Regions from separate parts of the Gossypium hirsutum genome. Here all the other regions are linked to region 1. The links are chromatin contacts, called in public Hi-C maps. All regions are on one chromosome and are shown on one strand. Each heading gives the region's core, a stretch centred on a gene start, on an enhancer-like site or on the middle of the called end of the contact. The rest is flanking DNA. Distances are from core to core; before and after follow the strand shown. Region 1 holds the start of LOC107948045 (60S ribosomal protein L27-3). Region 2 holds the start of LOC107948555 (OVARIAN TUMOR DOMAIN-containing deubiquitinating enzyme 11). Region 3 holds the start of LOC107948556 (UDP-glycosyltransferase 82A1).

The links. A called contact is a pair of places that touch in the nucleus more often than the background predicts.
Region 2: a Hi-C map of leaf shows a contact between it and region 1, with 3 times the contacts expected there. The contact joins the promoter of LOC107948555 here to the promoter of LOC107948045 in region 1. A contact is called at or near these places in 19 of 34 Hi-C or Micro-C datasets (anther, callus, fibers and 4 more).
Region 3: a contact with region 1 is called in a Hi-C map of leaf, with 3 times the contacts expected there. The contact joins the promoter of LOC107948556 here to the promoter of LOC107948045 in region 1. A contact is called at or near these places in 6 of 34 Hi-C or Micro-C datasets (hypocotyl, leaf and seedling).

Annotation. Positions count from the first base shown.
Region 1 is chrA07:85,583,122-85,586,477 of Gossypium_hirsutum_v2.1, reverse strand. It overlaps LOC107948045 (60S ribosomal protein L27-3), which reads right to left and starts at 1,468. Exons shown (of 1, transcript XM_016882524.2): 1 at 746-1,468. The coding sequence starts at 1,319. The coding sequence ends at 912.
Region 2 is chrA07:85,159,375-85,162,730 of Gossypium_hirsutum_v2.1, reverse strand. It overlaps LOC107948555 (OVARIAN TUMOR DOMAIN-containing deubiquitinating enzyme 11), which reads left to right and starts at 1,529. Exons shown (of 10, transcript XM_016883142.2): 1 at 1,529-1,702; 2 at 2,338-2,509; 3 at 3,253-3,326. The coding sequence starts at 2,339.
Region 3 is chrA07:85,299,192-85,302,547 of Gossypium_hirsutum_v2.1, reverse strand. LOC107948556 (UDP-glycosyltransferase 82A1) reads left to right here and starts at 1,705. Exons shown (of 2, transcript XM_016883143.2): 1 at 1,705-2,321; 2 at 3,212-3,356. The coding sequence starts at 1,832.

The DNA.
Region 1 (3,356 bases), core at 219-2,718:
AGCTTAGCAATCAAGGAGCGTGAGGCCAAGTACTCTTGACGAAGGTAGTCCATAAGCGGCATTGTGTTCAAGGGGTGACATGTGGAGCCATTTCCGGAGGTGGTATAACAAAAATGAACACTACTTTAAACCCAAAGGAACAATGCAGGGTAACAAAATCCAAGTAGGTCAGATTTTGAAAACTAGAAATGTAAAACACTGCTTTTTAGAATATTGCCTACTATTTGCTTGACTTTCATGAACTTTCCTCTAAGTGGTGGTTGTGTAACGAGTGCATAATGTTCACTGCAACGCTCGTTATACGAGTAAACTATAGGTAACAAACAACCTCTGTCCACTGGATTTGCACATCAAGCCCTCCCATATGGATTATGATTCCAATTTCAATAAGCCCCACTCCGCTACCTCAAGCTTCCGATAACCAAACACAAGAACATGTTGCTCACTTCAACTAAGAATCAAATAGTTTGTATAATGGATAAACCCTAAACTAAAAGCTTAATCTCCCGATCAATGCAGATTTACAGAAACAGCGATAACCATGAAAAGCCACATCCAAGCATATTCAAAATGCAGTAAAGCATACCCATTTCTTGGGTTAGCTAAAACATTCAAAAATCCAAAAATAAATCAGTGACAGTGATGACATTATAATAGGTTCAAACATTAAAAGATTCAATTCTCAACCTCCATTGACCTACAGATCTACGTTAAGACAAAATGATAAATCATAAAGGACAAAAAATAGTTCAAAAGCTTAAATTTCTTATAGAAATGAGCAAATCACGTTCCATAATATAACAAAAATAATAACCCAGAAATATCTTATCCAAACAGATTCAAAACCCGTCATTAAATTCAAAATTGTTCGATAAAACTACATAAGCATAAAACATGTTCCAATAAAACACTTAAAACCTGAGCTTAGTAAAGAACCACCTGTTTTTCCCAGTCTTGAACCTCTCTTCAAACCTCTCCTTAGTTGCCTTACAAGCGGCCACTTTCTTGTCCTTGGTCTGGAGAGCATCGACGGTAACCACGTCTTTCAAGTCCACATCGAGGGTGTAGCGCGTGGGCATCAGGTGCTGGTAATTGACGAGCTTGATGAAGCACTTGACGCGTGACTTCTTGGCGGTTTTCTTCGCGGAGTCCTTGCGGATAACCTTGCTTGGATACTTCTTTATCCCTGCAACCAAACAATGGCCATAGGCGCGGTCACGTGTGCCATCGTCGAAAGATCTGACAATGACGGCTTTGCGGCCAGCGTATCGGCCCTGGAGGACGATAACTGCCTTGTTTGGTTTAAGAAACTTCACCATGGCGACGGCGGCAGCTGCGGCTCTGATTCTCTTCTCCCAAAAACCCTAAGTAAAGAAACAAGGAAAAAGGGAAATGAGGTAATATATACTGCGAGTTGAGTGAAACCCTATAGGTTTCGGAATCTTGGTGGGCTGGGCTTACATTTATGAACTCCCTAGCTATACTAAGAATCATAGGTTTATTTTATTTGGATTAGATTTTGGGGCCTTAATTTTCCGGTCAGAGTGATGGGTCTATTTAGGTCCAATAATTTCGCATGCATTTTGTATGCAAATAAATATAAAAGAAGGTTATATAACATCGATTTTTAAATTAAAATTTTTAAATAATTTAATGACTATTTTATAATTTTTTGAAGTTAAGTGATCAAAACGTAAATTTATTAATAATTTAGTAACTTTCAATTTAGTTTACTTTAAATATTTATATATTAGTAATTTGTGTTTTATGATATGATTCGTTCATGTGTTTTTATAGGATTTTTTTATTTGAATAGTATGAAAACGATACTCAAAATAGTATAAGTTCAAGATTATTTATTAAAATAAAATGAAAACTACAATGAAGGTGAAAGTTGCACAAGCTACATGATTTTATCCAAAATACGAAACTTAAATATGTGCATGGATCTCGAGTTATAATGTACGGTTGTTTTTTATAGGTTTTAGTTCAAGTAGTCTAACTCATTGATTTTAGTTTAAATTGTATCAATTTTTAATATAATCATAATTTTTAGTATAATCATTATTATCACTAAGTATGCATATAAGCACTAGTTTAGAACATAATTTATTTGAATTTTAATTATTAATGCCATGTCAGATTATAACTTGCGAAATAAGTTAATTTAAAATTTCAATTACTTCATAAATATTTTATATATAAGTTAGTGAATTTTTTTTGAAAGAATATAAGTTATGATTAAAAATTAATACAAGGATTTAGTCAAACATATAATATGAATATGTTATGTGTGATTTTTTTTCCATTTGTAAAAAAATGTTATTAAATTTGTAAATATTATAGTTATATGAAATAATTAGATTATAAGACACAATTAAAGCTATTAAACAACAAACTTAACCATATGGTGTAATTTACGACATAAAACTTTATGCGACTTACATACATATGATATGATAATATCCAAAATTAGTTTTGTGAATACTATAAGTTCCCCGCAATTTTGAAAGATCATTTAATTTGTATGGTATATCATACAACTATAATTTTGTGGGACTAAGTTTTTGTTTAAGTCCAATTTAAATAAAAATTTTAAAATTTAGATTCAATCCGTATTAAATTTTTTAAATTTTATTTTTTATATAATTTTAAAAAAAAATAAAATACACTAAATAGACTAAAAACATTAAAAATAAATATTTCACGATAAATTGAAAATAAATTTTTAAAAAAATCTTTATACTTAAATAACACTAAGATAAGTTCAACTTAACAAGAAAATGTATCTAAAATAGCCGCAAAATTAACAATAAAACAAGTGTTATATAATATTCAAACATTAACAACAAAATAGTAGCAATATAATAATGAAATGGTAGCAAAATAGTGACAAAAAAGTCGCAAAACAACAACAAAACATGGAAAAATTTCAGGTTTTTTTTATTGAAAAATCGAGTCAGGCCAGGCTTGGACAGAAAATCTGACTCGGGGCTCGGCCCGTTTTCTAAATCGGCTTTATTTTTTTACGCAAACCCATTTTTCGAGTCTATACTTTTATTTAAACCCTCTCATTTTTCGAGCGAACTTTTGAACCGAACTAAACAACTCTACATACAAGATAAAATTTCATGTGACGTATATGCATATAAATTATAATATGGTCACTAATTAATTAAATTAGTTTGCATTTAAAAACTCAAATAAAATATATGATGAGACATTATAAATATAGGATTTTATTTAATTAAATCTTCACCATTGTGTTTCTAGCGAAAGTGAGATATTGGTCAATGATCGCAAGTGTTTGGATATGTTTGAAGATATCTTGCATGTGCTTAGGGATTATCCTGCTA
Region 2 (3,356 bases), core at 280-2,779, 420 kb after region 1:
TGTTCTTCTTTATTTTTCCTTATGTTTTCTTTTAGGAGGAATGGATGATTGGTATTTCCAGCACTACTCTATCATTTTTGCTTAGGTGCTTCACCAAATTGCAAAGCTTGGTTTAACAACAAATGAAAGTGGAGGACTGAGTAGGAATATATATATATATATATATTAAAATACAATCTTTGAATACATATATCAAGCAAAGAACTTAAAACAATAAGATCAACACTAATATTGATCCTAATAGAAAAAAAAACGAATAATAATATCATATATAATTCAAAATAAAAAGACTATTGAAGAGAAAATTTTTGAGAGCAATAATTAGAAGGATTTCATTTGGTAACAAATTTTTAATCCTTTGCATGTCCTTAAAGTATTAATATTATATTAACCAAATATTTTCATTAGCCTAATTATTAGTTTAAACTTTAAAGGCCAACTCAAATATGATATAGAATATATTTAAGATACATGAATTATTTTGTAAACACGTCTACACCTATCACATGGATAATTTAAATTAAAAAGAAGATTACATTGACATTTTCTATTTTCTTGGTTAAAATATTAGATGGAAATTGCTCATATTATAAGTAGACTCTTTGCTTTAGATTAGAGTAGATATTTAATGGACATAATTGATATAATGTTAAAATTGTAAAGACTCAATAGAAAAAATGAAAGGAGAAATTATGGAGAAGCGTGTGGGAATGGCTTTTGGTCAATCCAAGTCTACCCATACAAGTAAAGTTTATTAATACGTTTAACATTTCTTAAGGATAATGTCTTAACAATTCTCAAGTTTCATTTTCTGGTGAGTTGTATGGATGTATATCGATTATATAGGCTTCAACCATTAATTGCAGTTTTAGTCCTTTCTAAAATCTTAATACTTCATTTTAATCTTATTATGTACTTATGATCACCAACTCGAAAATCAAATAAGATTCGGGTCGCTTACCGCGACCTGGCTAGGGCACACAAGATGGATACGTGCAAGCCTCACAGTACGAAGTCAGCAAGGGGTACTTGCAAGGGGAGCTCACGGACTCAGCTCGCATATGTCTAAGGAGTATCCAGCAAGCAGTCCAGAACAATATACGTGTCTAGCATGCATAGAGTCTATTAAGAACGTCAATTCCATGAACAGTAGTTATATACAAAAATATTCGGTTATCCCCTTTTATAGGACAAAACGAAAAATTACTTAATATCTTTCTCAATTTAAAAATTCAATTTAATCTATTTTTAAATACAAAATTTTAGTTTTGATTTATTTTTTTTAATTTAACTTATTCTATAATTATATATACTTATAATTTTGTATATATATACTTTCAAGGGATCCATTTGCATTGATATAACATATTATAATAATTTTTAATATTTTAATAATTCACTATGAATTTAAAAATATTTCATTTATATCCACCAAAAAGAATTTCACCCTTTTTTGTTTTTTTTTTTCTTATACTACGTATTGACTTATTGTAATAATAACAGTAAAAATTCAGACATTTTTTCAGACAACTATTTTGACCATTTCCTTTTTCTTTTTTTTTTCCTTTTCATTTTTCCATTTATTTAAATAAGCAAAGCTTGATACGATTAGAAAACGTTTCAGCTTCAGCTGAGAAGATCGAACGAACTATTCAATCCTACATCAACAAGTTCCCAAAGTTGTTCAATATTTTTATTCTGGGTATTCTCTATTTCCAATTTGTTTTTTTTTTGGATTTTATGTGGCTATGGCTATGGCAATGGCTGTTTTTTTGTTTTTGTTCTCACAGCTATGTTCATTCCCTGGCTCCTGTCTTACTTGGATGACTCGTGCTCTGCTTGGTTGCTGAGAAAATGGAAGAAAAAAAAAAGATAATTATAAGAAATTCATTGTTAATTTGGAATTGTTTTTGTTTAGGATAGACTTCTCCCAATCCATTTCAGCGTAGAGTTATAGGCATCACAGTTAAATGATCCTACCCCTTTTTTAATCTATCATATGCTTATATGGAATATATGAAGAGCTATTCTAGGAACCATTATTTTGTCTTTTATTTTCTGGGTTTTTTAGGGTATGGGTATTTCTAACATACCCATTGAGCATCTGGATAACTTGGATTTTTAAGCCAAGGTTTTAGGGATTTCTTTTTTACTTTTGAGGATTTGCTGTTAAGCTTTTAGGATCATGGATGATTGTTAGCTTTTGATTGATGTTCTTATGTTTGATATTGTGTTTGCTTGATTTGGAGGGTTATCAACCTTTTCCTATCAGTATAATTGATGGCCTAAATTCTTGCAATCTCATGTTTTCTTGGCTGGATATTTTTATTGAGACAGTATGAGTGAAGGGCAGCACAATAATGCAAGTGCAAGCTCCAGCTCGAGTTTGAATAGCAGTTTCCAAGATACAGAGGATGACCAAGCCATAGCAAGCATCTTAGCAGAAGAGGAAAACTTGCACTACAATGCCAAACTTGGAAAACGACTCTCTCATCTGGATTCCATTCCGGTATAATCATCTCTTATCTCTTATTTGTTAGTTGGTCGCTTTGTTGAAAAACTATTTGCAATTGTTTTAAAACTGTGCCGTAGTAGTTTATTTCCTAAAATGCAATCTATTCTCTTCTCTTTAATTCCACAAGGACTATGTTCAGCTGAATGAAATGCTATAATTTGGAAACTTTAGGAATTATATGTCTCCGACAATAGATGCCTATAATTGTTCAACATTGTGTTATTTTCACCACTTCTGAGATTCCAGCTATATTTCTTTCTTTGCTTCATTCTAAAGTTTTCTTTTCCCATTATAGTTTGTTTTCTCGGTCCTTGAGTTATATGCATTATTATTGTATAATTGCCATTGCCTGAAGCAGATATTCTCATAATATGAAATAGATCATTGATCATTAGAATTGGTTAAAACGTGTTCTTTGTGCATTTTCTGTTTCTGTTGTAATTTTATGACAATTCAAAGTACAAGTGCAGCATGACTAGGAAGAGTGGTATGGTCCTTTTGTCTTTAACGTCTCTTACCATAGATATAGGAGTCTACCAAAGAGTAAGTTAGTGCCATAGTACTACCTTTTTGTCTCTCTTGCACTTGATTAGGAAATTGTGAATTCAATCTAACATGGTTTTCAAAAGACTATTAAGCCTATTTTGGGCTACTATAATGATTAATTCAATGTCTGTCCTCACCTGCATTACTTTCTATTTGTCTGATTATTGTTGACATGATCATTTTGTTGACAGCACACTCCTCGTGTCAATGGGGAAATACCTGATGTGAATGATGCAACCTTAGATCATGAGCGACTTTCTGAAAGGTTGCGATCTTATCATAATCACTATATCAA
Region 3 (3,356 bases), core at 456-2,955, 280 kb after region 1:
TAATTTCGCTTTATTAGAAACTGTTTCGAAAACTTTCCAGACCCTTGCTCAATACGTAATATATCGTACTAACACGGAAGGTTAGCGTCTTTTGCGATATTATTGCCCTCAATAATCTGACGACCTAACAACAACACCGAAATGTTTCGAAATTCAAGAAAATCGAAGTACCAATAAAAGTAAATAAAAAAACAAAAAGAAAGAAAGAAAAAATTAAAAGTAACATACAAGAAGAAAATAAAAACTTTCAGATTCTTAAAGCTTAACCACCTTCTTCTGACAATAGCAAAAAATAATACCCTCTAACACATACGATGGGATTCGAACTCAGTACCAGACAGAATACAAACAAATGCCTAACTAGGGAACCAGCAGGCTCATTCTTGTCATAATAACACAACGAATTGAATTTAAGCGGCAAAGCTTGCTTATGGGTTGTTTTAAAAACAATAAAACTTTGATAATGCGATTTGAACCCTAGACTTTAAACTCAGAAGCAGAACATAGAACCACAGATATAGAAATTAATTATTACAGGTTTTTCCCAGTTAAAACTTAAAATTTTGAGGTGTTACATTTCAAATTCAACATTTTTATTTGCTTACACAGTTACATTGTTGTAATATGAGTAATGTGTGTATTTTTTTCATATTTTAAAACTATTTGATAATTCAATTAAATGGAGATCCTTTAATAGACTTATTAATTGAACTTTTTTATATCAAACTAAACTAAATTCTCAAAATTGAAAATAAAGAAACTAATTTTTTCAATGCGCAAGAAGAACAATTAATCTTCTATATCTATGTAAGTATTAAACTTTGTTGACCTCTTTTGGACGTCCGACAAAAAATTTAAATTTGGGTGGTTGGAATCAAATTATTATTCAATAATAATATTTTAATTAATTATATAAAATTTTATTAATGTGTTTAATTCGTTAAATTTTAGATTACGTTTCGTAATACGATTATGGGATGTAAGATTATGGGTAGAATGTAAGATTCATTTAGTTGAAAAGTAATATTCATGTGTTTAGTTGACAAAATGTAACATTACTTAAAATTATATATTACTCAATTGCCCATGTTATAAAATTTATCTTTTTAAAAAGCTTAGTTCATTTAATATTTTTTTAATTTCAATTTTCATAAAATTATGATAAATTTTTACTTTTTATTACAATTTTTATATTAATCAGTAAATATATGATGTGAAGATAAATTTATAAATTATAGTTATAATAATTCATGAAAAGCGATTGCAACATTAAACATAATTATATTTATGCTCATAATTAATATATTATTAAATAAATTATAATTGTAATGTATGATATTTATTAATTTAATATTAAAAATTTTTTATTTATTTGTTTTTAATTAGTTTTAAACTTTATTTAAGAAAAAAATTTAAATTAATTAAAATAATAAAAATAAAAGGTAAATTAATCCAAAAATTAATATTACTCCTGTACTCTAAAATAACTTCAAAAATAAATCGTAATGGAATTATATCCTATATTACCACTGGTTAATCAAAATATTTATAATCCAAATACTATTTCATTATAAAATAAAATATTATCAACAATAATATTACATTCGATAAATCAAACCCCTCTTCCCTAACCAGCAGTCGGTAAGATTATTTTAAACATATGTCGGATAAAGTAATAGCCATAGGATTTAGAGCCATTAGACTGAGGGTACATCTCCACCACGTGCTTTATTTGACGCTACAGAGAGCTTATCACTATCCTCCCTTTCCCCCTATATAAACGCTTACTTTGTGCTTCCCTTCACAAATTAATTCATCGCAGACAAAAGAAATGGGAGTTCAGTGTATTATGAAGAAGCCTAAAATCTTGCTGGTTCCATATCCAGCACAAGGTCATGTGAATCCCATGCTAAAGCTAGGCTTAGCTTTACTTACCCATGGGTTGCAACCCATCATAGTAACCCCTGAGTTTATTCACCGTCGGATTGTAGCCAACATGGACCTCAACGACTACCAAATGAGGTTTATGTCCATACCCGATGGCTTTTCCGGAGAAGAAGGTCCTTATGATTTCTTTTCCATCGAGAAATCTATGGAGAATATCATGCCCAACCATCTGGAGACTCTCCTTCATGAACTTGATGAAGACGACGATGGAACAGTAGTTTGTATGGTTATTGATTTATTGGCTTCCTGGGCCATTCAAGTTGCTACTCGATGTGGGATCCCTGTTGCTGGATTCTGGCCGGCTATGCAAGCTACTTACCGGTTGATCACCTCCATACCGGAGATGATCCACGCTGACCTGATTTCCGAAACTGGTAAATTTACCAACACTTGGTTTTTTTTTTCAACCTTTATTTTTATTTTTAAAAATTTAGTTTTGTTAAAATTTTTATATTAAATTTATCTATATTTTTAAAGTGAAAAATTCAATTGATAGTTAAGTAACAAAAACATTGATATTGCAATGATAAAAATAAAAATCTTTGAAAAATTTTAAATCCCAAAAGGTAAAAAATTAAATTCTTTGAAAATAAAAAGATTAAATTTTAAATATATAAAGAATATAAGGACCTAAAATATATTTTAACCTTTTTGCTTCCGTTAATGATTGACCAATACGATTCGTTTTAGTTCTCGATGATATTGACCAAAAGCACATGGGAAAATATTTTTTTTTTCCACTGCCACGAAATGGGTTGACCCAAACATAAAAATTCTTTTATTTTTCTAATGTTAAAATTTATTAATTTCGGTAGTTAAAAAAAATTGTAACTTCCAAATAATAGCAAATTATTTTTATTGTTTTATTTTTTAAAATATCATTATTCAACTTTTTTTTTATTGTTGAGAAATCTCTTGGGGCAGAACTAAATTAAATGCAAAATCCCAGTTAAAAATTTCTTTAAAATAAACTTGTGAGCCCAAAAAACTGAATGTCTGAATCAATTTGAATCACGAGTATGAGATAGATACGATTCTGGATATTTAACATGTGCCCCATGGATTCTATCAAAAGTCAAATCAAATTATTGTATTTTATTATTTTTAAATATAAAAATTTAAATATCTTTATGCTTTACTTGATAAAATAATTATTTTTGGATCAACTACATCGGGATCGAATAATAGTCGAAAAAATGGGAAACCTCTACTCATTTCAGCCCATTATAGCAAACAAGTAAATGAAATGAAGGTAATTTTGCAGGGTGTCCCCGACATGAAGGTACGGTGTCATCCCTACCGAGTCAGCCATTGCTATCAACCGAAGATCTTCCATGGCTGATCGGAACCCAAGCTTCAAGAAAAGCTAGACTCAAATTCTGGATCAGAATCTTAGATCGTTTAACATC